Regions from separate parts of the Gasterosteus aculeatus genome. Here region 1 is linked to region 2. Evidence: chromatin contacts called from public Hi-C data. All regions are on one chromosome and are shown on one strand. Each heading gives the region's core, a stretch centred on a gene start, on an enhancer-like site or on the middle of the called end of the contact. The rest is flanking DNA. Distances are from core to core; before and after follow the strand shown. Region 1 overlaps pitpnm2 (phosphatidylinositol transfer protein, membrane-associated 2). Region 2 overlaps mphosph9 (M-phase phosphoprotein 9).

The links. Hi-C and Micro-C count contacts between places; a contact is called where the count stands out from the background.
Region 1: a Hi-C map of skeletal muscle shows a contact between it and region 2, with 4 times the contacts expected there. The contact joins two enhancer-like sites. A contact is called at or near these places in 3 of 6 Hi-C or Micro-C datasets (skeletal muscle and whole body).

The regions. Positions count from the first base shown.
Region 1 is chr14:1,839,179-1,845,069 of fGasAcu3.hap1.1, reverse strand. It overlaps pitpnm2 (phosphatidylinositol transfer protein, membrane-associated 2), which reads right to left. Exons shown (of 28, transcript XM_078088765.1): 28 at 3,797-5,891. LOC120831705 (kinesin-like protein KIF2A) reads left to right here. Exons shown (of 21, transcript XM_078088770.1): 20 at 1-9; 21 at 289-1,037. The coding sequence ends at 374. Among protein-coding and RNA genes, the nearest start is that of LOC120831705, 10 kb to the left of the region's middle. Within about 2 kb of position 4,104, at least 1 of the 9 cell types and tissues checked has open chromatin away from gene starts, as enhancers often do.
Region 2 is chr14:1,803,710-1,809,477 of fGasAcu3.hap1.1, reverse strand. It overlaps mphosph9 (M-phase phosphoprotein 9), which reads right to left. Exons shown (of 24, transcript XM_040197338.2): 4 at 5,439-5,528; 5 at 4,900-5,351; 6 at 4,040-4,190; 7 at 3,882-3,939; 8 at 2,977-3,080; 9 at 2,741-2,842; 10 at 1,861-2,321; 11 at 1,619-1,768; 12 at 1,307-1,394; 13 at 988-1,203; 14 at 642-689; 15 at 463-527; 16 at 55-156. Among protein-coding and RNA genes, the nearest start is that of mphosph9, 5.6 kb to the right of the region's middle. Within about 2 kb of position 1,922, at least 2 of the 9 cell types and tissues checked have open chromatin away from gene starts, as enhancers often do.

The DNA of each region.
Region 1 (5,891 bases), core at 2,855-5,354, 33 kb before region 2:
AGCTGAGAGGTGAAGACCATTCGCCCGGTTGTTAAATGACCATTCTGTCTATCAGACATAAACCTCGTGACATTCACATTGTACTCAAAGCTACCGTGAGGAACCAGTGTAACTTCACAAAGACCTCCATCAGTAAACGAGACCATCAGAGAGAAGGTGGTCTGTTTCTACATGGTTCTTCTTAATGATGTCATCGGTGCCACCGGGTCAGATTCTGGTGAAACCAGATGACATCGTGCAGGTTCACCAGGACCTCGTTCAGGTTCAAATTGTTCTCTCTTCTTTCAGATAAAGTCAAGTCGTTCCGTTCTACACTCCAGGAAGAGGAGCAAGCCAGCAAACAGATCACCCCGAAGAGGCCGCGCGCACTATAGACACACTTCAAATAGATATTTCACCGTAACATTGACTGGAGAAAGATCAAATCCTGCCGCCGAGGAGGTCCAGAGCTGATGTAGCTCAGCTGTGAATTTACAACTTACTGTCTTCTGTGCGTGTGGTCTCTCCTCCACCTCTTTGCTGTACAGGCCGCCGTCGCTTCCCATCATGCATCAGGCCAGAGCGCCGTCTCCGCTCTCCCATCCTCCCGTGAAGTGTGTCTACAAGGTTTTGTATGTGTGAAACGTCACAAGTGCTTCATTACTTAAAAGAAGAAAAAAAAAAAGGTGAACAACTATTTGTTTTGAATACATTTTTATAGAGTCAAATCATTGCTTATCCTCACTTTGGCCAATTTTATAAACAATTTTTGCCATTTTGTGCAATATTAGGAGGATTTTACTCCTGCCCCCCCCCTCCCTTGTTTCAGCTCTGAGGGGAACGGGCTGTTGTCTGTGTGTAAAATGAGCCACTGTGTGTTTGTGTTGATACTGTATGTAACATATGTTTGATTGAGAGACACTAACCTTGCTTTACATTAATTGACCCAATGGGGGCACTATAATCAAAGACATAGTGATTGATTTCAGTCTCCCATCCAACAATTGCTGAAACAGTAAGTTTTTATTTGCCAAAATAAAGAATCTACTTCTTGTTGCTTTACTTGTTTCTTTTTGAGGCTTGTGTTTGTCAATTTAGTTGCTGCCAACAAATTTAGTTAAGATTAATTCCATTAATTACTACTGACTTTCCTGCCAAGTCTGTGGTTCTCAGCCTAAATACGTTCAGTCTAAAAGTAGTAATTTCCTCAAGCTACTTTACCTGTTTTAAGCGAATGTTTAAAGGGGATTTTAAGGGAATAAGGCATTTGTTGGGGACTATTTTCAGCTGCGGATAAATACACTTGTGCTGCTCTGGCGCATTGATTTCAGAGGAGCACTTTATTTAAGATTGCAGAACAGCGTCTCTTACATTCAAACTTAAAAAACATATATTTAATTTGACACGACTTGGAACACTTAGAGGGTATAAAACTAATAAAATTATATTGTAATATTTGTTACAATGACAAATTGCCGTTCCTCGTTGCCAGCGATCGATGCGTCAAGTCTCCGCCCTGAGGCTCCTCCCCCTTTACCACGTCCGCCTGTAGCATCTAAGCTAGCGTTAGCCGCGGCTACAACCAGGAACCCAGCACAACAACGTTCAACATTGCGACACAAAGCAGAAACAATATATTTATTTAGAAAATACTCGATTCGAAGAGTAGGCACAGACGTCACGTGCGCAGCCACAGTGGATTTATTTATTTATTTATCTTTTAAAAGGAGGGTTTTTCCCGCCTCTGCTCTGCTAGCGGTTAAGATTAAAACCTCACCAGTAGACGCGGCTCAGTCCGTCCAACCGGGGTTTGGCGACTTGGTTTCGTTTCAAAAGCGACTAGCGACTCTTCCTGCGGTTATTGGAGACTTTCCTGCTATCAGCTACTGTCAGTACCTCGGGAGATCATCACGTCCCGCTCCAGACTGATAATGAATCAAAGCCGCCGCTGATCCCACGTCGCACGTTCCCATTACGCAAACTAGGCGATGACGTCATTTAGCGACTTCCAGGACGCCAGAGCGTCTGTTTGCAGTAGTTCTTGATGTAGAAAAGTCCTGTGACATGCTGAGTAAGCAAGGCTTGTTAATTAAATCATACAATATAGGTATATGGTTGGATTGAAAACTTAAATTAAGAAGTTGTGAATGAGGTTTGGAATGGGGATTCAGATTTCTGTGGTAAAAACAGTCTTTTTTAATTGGTAAAAAGATAAAACAAAATCAGGAGTCAATAAGCCTTAGGACTCCTGCATCGGCATTGCAGGTAGAAATGAACGAAACGCCACTGGACAGAACAGTCATCGATGACAGCAGCTCTACTGGTTTTATTTTATCTCTGCACTGCAAAAAATATTTTCAATCAGCAGAACAAACAATCCATCATCTCAGGTGGCACAACCACCCTCAGGTGCTACGAGGCGCTACCAGCCTCAGGTGCTACCAGCCCCAGGTGCTACGAGGCGCTACCAGCCCCAGGTGCTACGAGGCGCTACCAGCCTCAGGTGCTACGAGGCGCTACCAGCCTCAGGTGCTACGAGGCGCTACCAGCCTCAGGTGCTACGAGGCGCTACCAGCCTCAGGTGCTACGAGGCGCTACCAGCCTCAGGTGCTACCAGCCCCAGGTGCTACGAGGCGCTACCAGCCCCAGGTGCTACGAGGCGCTACCAGCCTCAGGTGCTACGAGGCGCTACCAGCCTCAGGTGCTACGAGGCGCTACCAGCCTCAGGTGCTACGAGGCGCTACCAGCCCCAGGTGCTACGAGGCGCTACCAGCCTCAGGTGCCACGAGGCGCTACCAGCCTCAGGTGCCACGAGGCGCTACCAGCCTCAGGTGCCACGAGGCGCTACCAGCCTCAGGTGCCACGAGGCGCTACCAGCCTCAGGTGCCACGAGGCGCTACCAGCCTCAGGTGCTACGAGGCGCTACCAGCCTCAGGTGCTACGAGGCGCTACCAGCCTCAGGTGCTACGAGGCGCTACCAGCCTCAGGTGCTACGAGGCGCTACCAGCCTCAGGTGCTACCAGCCCCAGGTGCTACGAGGCGCTACCAGCCCCAGGTGCTACGAGGCGCTACCAGCCTCAGGTGCTACGAGGCGCTACCAGCCCCAGGTGCTACGAGGCGCTACCAGCCTCAGGTGCCACGAGGCGCTACCAGCCTCAGGTGCCACGAGGCGCTACCAGCCTCAGGTGCCACGAGGCGCTACCAGCCTCAGGTGCCACGAGGCGCTACCAGCCTCAGGTGCTACGAGGCGCTACCAGCCTCAGGTGCTACGAGGCGCTACCAGCCTCAGGTGCTACGAGGTGCTTCCGCCCGAGACTCACCAAGCTGTTTGCGTCACAGGAGAACTCACCTGGTTCTGTTTTTGTTGAACAAATATTTTCTGCATACATGCAAGTGTTTTTTTTTTCTTCCTGAAATTTTGCTTTACAAAATTGTAATGTGCACAAAAATGGAAATTCAAAATGAAGGGAAAAATGCATATTGAAATAAAATATATACATACTTACATATTCCTGTTCTATTTACTAAATATAGATGAACTGCATGATTATTTGTGCAGCTCTGTCGACTCAATTAACTAATTGTATTAGTATTATTCAATTTAAATACTATGTATGTTAAATGGACTCAGAATTTAGATATCATCTAATAATATTGAGTCCATAAAAGGCCGAAAATAGCTGTAAATATATTTCAATCAAAACCACAAATGTCGACCTGCCGGTTCTCCTGGAGGACTCTCAATATTACAGCAAGCCATTAGTTACTCACAGCTATATTTTGAGTATAAACAAAGTCAAATCACAAACATGTCGCGTTACCGTCCAATTGTATTTATTCCACAGAAGAGACAATGGTGGGCAGAGCCGGAGGTCGGGCAGAGGTCAGAGGTCACCCCGATCTGCCCGCACACAAATGAAACAGGAGACGAGAGAACCTGAAACCGTAGCGTTGTTCATCAAATACACAAAGTGGTTTCATCAGCGGACCATCGGTATACTGGTACGGACAAAATAATGAAAACACTTTTTAAAGCATTTAGGAGTATATTATAACTTAATGAGTGGTTCATAACACTTCATGTTTTGGAAGTTGTAAACAGTTACACATATATGACTATAGCCCATCCTATGAAGCATGTATAATATGTATAAATGCTTAAAAACAGAACAGAAATGTGAAAGATCCTGACTGTTTATGTGCATGTACTCATGTATTTGCAGGCAGGATTAATAATGTTTATGATTTTAATCTAAAACCCAAACGTATGTTTATAACAACGTTATGTTCTTTAAAGATTCCATCATTATCCAAATATAGATGCTTTATAATGTAGGGGGTGTTAACCTATTAAATATCTTATGAATTACTTTAAAGCAATCACAGTTATTAAGTGTTTATGATGCTTACAAATGCTAAATAACAGGGTGAATTTAAATACATGAGCATGTCAAGCCCAAATCTAAAACTGCATACATCCAAAATATATTTTAATCATTGCCACCGCATATTTTGACATTTAAAATTGTTTATGTCCGTCAGAGACCTACGTCTAACATCCAGTTTGGATTTATCAATCATTAAATCATATAGATCTTTGTACAACTTATTAATAAGGCACCTATTATGCAAGATGTATAGATTTATTAATGACTTAACAGTTTAATAAAAGTCCCGTTGCTGTTTAAACGGTTTGTAATCAACTCATAATTACCCATGCGGTTTCCTCATATCTTCTAATAACAAGATGAAGTCATTTCTGCATTTATTCATCTGAAGTTATTTTCTAGCTGCATTGACACTCAGGTTAGCGGTTTGCTCCCATTCTTTGTGCTAAGCTAAAGCTAAAGCTAAATAAAACATAAAACATGGTGGGGTGTCGACCTTACGTCCTACTCTCCAAAAGGGAAAACTGTTCCTTTAACCATTAATAAAGTAATTTCTTAAAAACGTATTTCTTCTTCTTAAGAAGGTGCTTTATTAAAAAGTGGTAACACAAGAAAAACCTCCGCAGTAATTAAAACACTGGACTGTGCATTTCAAAAACTACCCCGGACAAGTCTTATTCAAAACGTGGCAATAATTGTAATATTCTCAGATATAATCAGCGGAATCTATGGATATATATTTCCTTTAAACAGCGACGACGTAGCGGACAACATGACTGTTTTTATCACCGTGAAGCGTGACGGTTACGAAGCTCCGATCCGACTGGACGACATGCGGCGGCTCTTAAACTGAGCCGCTTCCTTCCCGCCTTTTTTTAAAACGCTCTTCATGCTGAGAAAAGACTCCGGTTTATGAAAACGAGTTCCTTGAAGCGCCCGGCGGGTTGTAAGAAGAGCGGAGCTCGGGTACAAACAGCTCTCACCAGGTGTGCGTTTGTGTGTCCATTGTGCCCCCTGCTGTGATCGTGGCTGTGACTAACAACAATATTGCACTGGTAAGAAAAACATAATTTAAAAAAACGACCAAAATGATGAAATAAAACCCCTTCCTGTGTTGGTCCGTAGCCGTGACGACCACCGAAGCCACAAATAAAAATGCTACATTTCTTCAAATATATTTCACCTGAAATTTCCAGAACATCATAATGATCTTTAGGTAAATAAATAGTTCTCCACCATATAAGTCCTACATATACATCTGTACAGTATGTACACTGAGCAGCCTCACAATCCAAACGGCAGACATTCAACAAACGGGCTGGGAGCCAAAAACATGGCGTTCACTACACAGCAGAAGCTCAAGCTCCGTAAAAAGCTTATTGTCAACGATTAGAGCGACACGCCCGACCTCTAAAAGTCCTTCTCAGACGCAGATAACAGATCGAAACAGGAGTAGAATCTCCGACATCCGGTCGAGGAAGTGAGTTACATCCTTCTCACTCAAAACACATGGCTGGGTAGAGT
Region 2 (5,768 bases), core at 673-3,172:
AGCATCTAGCTGCTGTAGATCAGACACGGAGCATCAGAACACGGAGGTGCTCACCCGGCCCCAGATGGTTGTGTGTTGCTGTGAGAAGAATGACGAGCCTTCGCCTGGTTCTCGTGCTCCAGCTGCTTCACTTGAGACTCCAGTTTGGAGATTAGTCTAGGGGAGGTGGGAGGGGGGGAGGCAGTAGCAGAAAATATGGTCAAAACACGTATTATCTTTCCTGCTGAGCGATAGATGAGACGATCAAAACTCCACAACAGCAACATCAGCAAGTTTTCCACAATAATGCTAATAATATTCTTAAGGCTTTAATGTTGAGGCAAGAAAACTATTCTATAGATGTGCTTTCATTGGACACCATAAAAGTACACAGTTGCATAACTTTTTACAACTTTATATACTAGAAAAACAAGCCGTGCAAATGAGAGTTTGCTGGAGGTAAATTAAAATCGACCTGCTCACCTCTTCAGTTCTGATATTTGATCGGTGGCATCGACGAGTTTGTGCTCTGTGGACACCAGGTTGTTCTGTGGATACACAAAGATGAAGGACAACAGGTTTAAAGAGACGACCAAACCACTAAACACGTATGTACAGTAGATTGATAGATCCATATCTATAGATGGTTAGAGATCCGTTACCTTCAGTCCCTCGTGCTCCTTCCCCAGGGAGTCGTATTGTCCGAGGAGCTGCACAAACAGGACAGAGACCTCCGTTATAAAGAAGATCAGTGCTGATTAGAATGAGTGTTTTTCTGAATGGAGTCTGGTGGAGGAGGCAGTAAGTCATTTAATAAGTTCCACTGTTGTATAAAATATAAAATGTTCTGAGATATCTGGTTGGTGCCCCCAGATGACTAAATACATCCTCAACATATAGAAGAACATGTTTCATGGTGGGTGTGGAAAGCGACTTTAAGGTATCGGTTAAATAAGATGAGGTTGAGCTTTCGAGGTCAGAGGTCGTATGACGTCATCTCAGACTCACATCCTGCAGCATCTTGTACTCCCTCTCCCTCCTCGCCTCCCCCTCTTCGGCCTCCCTGCAGCTTTTCTGCAGCGCCTCCTCCAGCTGCCGCACGTGGGCCTTCAGGCGAGCGACCGAGGCGTCCTTCTCTTTGCCCGAGCGCCTGCCGTCTTCAAGCCGCTGCTGCAAGGTCTTCACGGCGGCGCCCGCCACGGCGTACCGCTCCGGCCAGGCTGCCTAACGGGGGAGAGTCACGTGGCCATTAGGGGGTGACGTCCAGGTTCTAACGAGAATGCCTCAGAGAATTAATGCTGGTGAGAAGATAAAATGAACCACCTACCAGTTTTTTCTCCAACACGCCGTTGGACGCCTGCAGGTGTCGGATGCGTCCGGTGGCCTCAGCCAGAGCTTCCTCCAGATGTTTGCACCTGTGCACAAACACGAATCACAATTACGCAGATAGGAAAAGGAATGAAACTGAAGTGAGATATCATGATGGGGAAATGTGGGGAATATGAACTTTAAGACTCAATTCCCGGCACAAAGGAAGCAGGAAGAAGACGGCGCTTTGTTTGTTGCCGGGAAGCTTGTCGTAAACAAGTGCATGTAAGAGGAGAACGCGGCAGCTTCTAAAGAAGGCGATGAGGATCACCTCTCTGCGAGGGCCTGGTTGCTCTCCTCCAGGTCCCGGGGAAGATCTCGGAGGTTCAGTTTGTCTCGCAGGCCTTGAATCTCGGACTCGTAATACGCTTTCAGATCCGCCACGTGTCGGGAGTGCTTCTCTCTCAGGTTCTGCCTCAGTCTGTGAATGTGTTGAAGAAAGGAGCTGAATAAACAACAACAAGGAAGTCAACATCTGGCGCAGTGAATCAACAGTGGAACCCGCGTCCTCACAGAGAAAGGACCACCGGGTCCTCCAGAGAAGCGGCTCTCTCCACGTGTGGCCCGGCTGCAGACGCGCCGGAGGCCGACCGGGGCTTCAGGGTGCTGCAGGGGGTGTTGCTGCCCTCCTCCTCGCTGGTTAAGGGGGTGGCTGCGCCGCGTTGCTGGCTGGACGCGAGGGGGCGCCGCCGGGTCTCGCCGTGGAGGATGAACGGGGGGGCGCGGGCCGCGTTTCCCCACAGCTTTTGCACGTCGGAAGGGGACGGTCCGGCTGCCGAAGCGCTGGAGGCGTCGGAGATGCAGTCCGTGTCTCCCGGGTTGCGGCTGCTCTCCACCGTGCTGTCGGGGGTCCCGGCTCCGGGGGAGTGGGGGGGCCGAGCGGCGAACGACGGGCTGCTGAAGTGAGAGGGCGAAGTGAAGCCAGAGGTTCGATCCGACTGCCGCTGGTTTGCTGCCGGATCCAAAGTCAACACCTTAAGAGAGGAACAGCAGCGTAATTTACTACCTGAGCATCATGTTGTGTTGAAGACTTGAAGAAAAAAAAAAAAATTCTGAGCTCAAAATGAGGGATACGAACCTCGATATTCGAGTATTGAAAAGTGAAAGCTGCCGTTGAACGCTTGCTCAAATTCATCAATTGGCCTTAATTTACTACCTGAGCATCATGTTGTGTTGAAGACTTGAAGCCATAAACTCATGTTTACAATGTTTACTGAGGGAATACAGAGAGAAGTAGAATAATTACCTCATAGACTCCTATGGGACGGGAGGAGTCGCCCCCTAAGGGTCACTAGTGATAATGCAACTTTAACACATGAAGCTCTGACTGGAGGTCGCCGCCTGATCTTCACAAAGTGGTCACCAATGCTACTAATAGTAAAGCGCGACGTACCCGTGGAGACGAAGGACTGGAGGTGACGGAGCCTTCCCAGTCGGTTCTTTGTTTGTTCTTGTAGATTTCTCTGAGAGACGGACGAGCCTCCTGAGACGGACTCTGCAACCGACGGAGACGAGACCTTTAGGAGGAGAGGCCCCTCAAGAGCAAAATTCTGTCCCAAGTCTTACATGTTGTTTTTATGTTTGTCTAATAGCAATGAAAACGCGGCGACGGTTGCCACGGTGACTCACAAGACTCAAGGACGCCTCCTGCAGGAGGAGGTAAGCGCCGCTGTCGAAGCTGTCCGGCAGCGGGTGGTAAAGTTCACTCTCGGTCAGACGCCAGTACGTGAGGCCTGCGACAGAGCGGAGTCATTGTAACCCATTTAAAACAGCAGAGATTAAAACACCCATGAGCTTTTACTATCTCTATCAAAGCGGTCGCTGGCTCTTTTGGTTGAAAGTAATAAAAATAATCCACAGTATAAAGTGACTGAATGGAAAACGTGGGTTTAATTCCTTTAATTTGAGAACCCTCTGCTTGATGGGACAGAAATACTCCTCGGTGCTAAGGTGGGCCTTTGCATAAGAACATGTTCATGCGTATGAATGTGGAGAAGGGCTTTATGTAAAATAGGCTGGTGGCTTGTGCACCCTGCTGTGTGGCTTGCTGCAGATAAAAAAACTCATTACAAATGTCATATTTCTTAATATAGTCGATTTGAGAAGATTGGTTTGGTGATGATATATTTTTCTTTTAAATGCAATAGTGATGGGATCAAAACCGTATCAGCTTAAAAGTAATATCCATCTCGCGCAGCCTGATATCTATTTTTCCTCTGAGCCATACACATAAAAAGATTTAAAGATATAACATTTCCGTAGGAACTAAAGCGTTTTGGTGCTGAGAGGAAAGAAGAATGTCAAAAATACTGACACACAATATAATACCATGTGGCTTCATAATGATTTAATGTGACACTTGTCAAAGTTAATGAAAAGAAAAGAAAAGAAATGTTGCAGGAAATGAAAAAGTGGACATTTTGTTCCTCATCACCTCATCGCTGATACAACGGCGCCATCTTACTGTCACCTGTGGTAGTAGTTTATTCTATTAGTCACGCGGTGTCGTAGCGACGCGTCTCTGAATAACTCACCCGATGCCTCAGACGTCAGGCTGTCGCTCCTCCTCAGGCAGAAGGAGCCGGACGGCGGCTAAAACCCGGTGAGAGACAAGTGGATCAGAGCCGCTGGGAACATTCACGACCCATTTCCCCCATATGGACTCAATCTGTGACTACCCGCCGAGTCCTACCTGGTCGTGGAGGTCCGTTGGTTTGTGAGATTCTCGGGGGCCGAGTGGCTGCTCCTCGTCCTCGGGGGTTTGGGATGAAGCCGGTCCCGCTCTGCTCCTCTTGGCCTGCAGCTTCTGCCTCTGGGCCCAGGAGGTCAGCAGCTGGCTGGTGCTGCCAACAGAAGAGGAGGTTATGGTCCTGGAAAAAGACTGCTAACAGGGGCTAAAGTGTGCTGGTGGGGGCTAAAGTATGCTAACAAGGATTAAAGTGTGCTATTGGGGGGCTAAAGTGTGCTAGCGAGGGCTAAAGTGTGCTAGCGAGGGCTAAAGTGTGCCAGCAGGGGCTAAAGCGTGCTAGCGGGGGCTAAAGTGTTCTAGCGGGGGCTAAAGTGTGCTAGCGGGGGGCTAAAGTGTGCTAGAGGGGGCTAAAGTATGCTAACAAGAGTTAAAGTGTGCTAGCGGGGGCTAAAGTGTGCTAGTGGGGGCTAAAGTATGCTAACAAGGGTTAAAGTATGCTATTGGGGGGCTAAAGTGTGCTAGCGGGGGCTAAAGTATGCTAACAAGGGTTAAAGTGTGCTAGCGGGGGCTAAAGTGTGCTAGTGGGGGCTAAAGTGTGCTAGTGAGGGCTAAAGTGTGCTAGCGGGGGCTAAAGTGTGCTAGCGGGGGCTAAATTGTGCTAGCGGGGGCTAAAGTGTGCTAGCGGGGGCTAAAGTGTGCTAGCGGGGGCTAAAGTGTGCAGCTCCTTCAGCTTGGAGTCAGTCGCAAAAATCAACTGAATCTTGTGAGTTGATTTCTTTAAATGTAAGAAGCTGAACTTAAAAAGCAGATGGAACTTGCTCCTCTAACGTGTGAGAACCTCAGTGAGTCTTTAATAAACTCACCCAGAGGTTTTCTGCTGGTGGTCCAATGGCTCAGTTGGTAAATCCTGCTGGCCCCTAATCCCATTTGTCTCTGTGTCTTCCTGGAGGCTGGGGGACCAGTGACGCTTGTCCCTCCTCTCACAACCCTCCTCGTCGTTCCCCGGGGACCCGGCGGGCTCCGGACCCGTCTCCCAGGCCGACAGAGTCCCGTAGCCACTGCTGAGCACCGTGGTGGCCCGCTCCTCCCCCCGGTCCCGGCTCTTGGGTCTCTCGGGCTGAGGGTGGGGGGGGCTCAAAGCGATCAGGCTGTCGATGTCCCCGGATGTATTTTTGGGGACCCTGAGGTGGAAGCTGTAGTCCTTTGCGCTGTGGGTGGTTTTGGTCAGCGAGGCGGGGGAGAAGTCCGCGTGCGGCTGGACGCTGGCCGGGCGGTTCTGGAGCTGAACCAGAGCTTTAATTTCATCCTGAATCAACTGGACAAAATGAGACACAGCATTGATGAACCCGATAAACACTATCAGCATCGTTAGTATCGGCATGACGAGGCGTAACAGCCTCACCTGTATTTGGCACTGGTACTGCTCCTGCTGGGCGACTATCTGCTCTTGGTATTGCTTCTCAACCAGCTGAAACAGGTGCAGCCATCGGCCCTGTTGTTGAAAATAAAGAAATACATGACGGTGTGATCAGGCCCAGCAGGACGTCAACCTGCAGTAAACCAGCCGGGGACATTTGAATCACTGGATGTACGCGGCCTCTTATTTCATACTGGAAACACAACAGCCCGCACACACACACACACACACGAGGAAGCAGGTTAATCAGAGAACAGCCAGAGATACTTTTGAGGAGATGTCATCTGCAGATCATCTGTAAACCAGGTTTATATA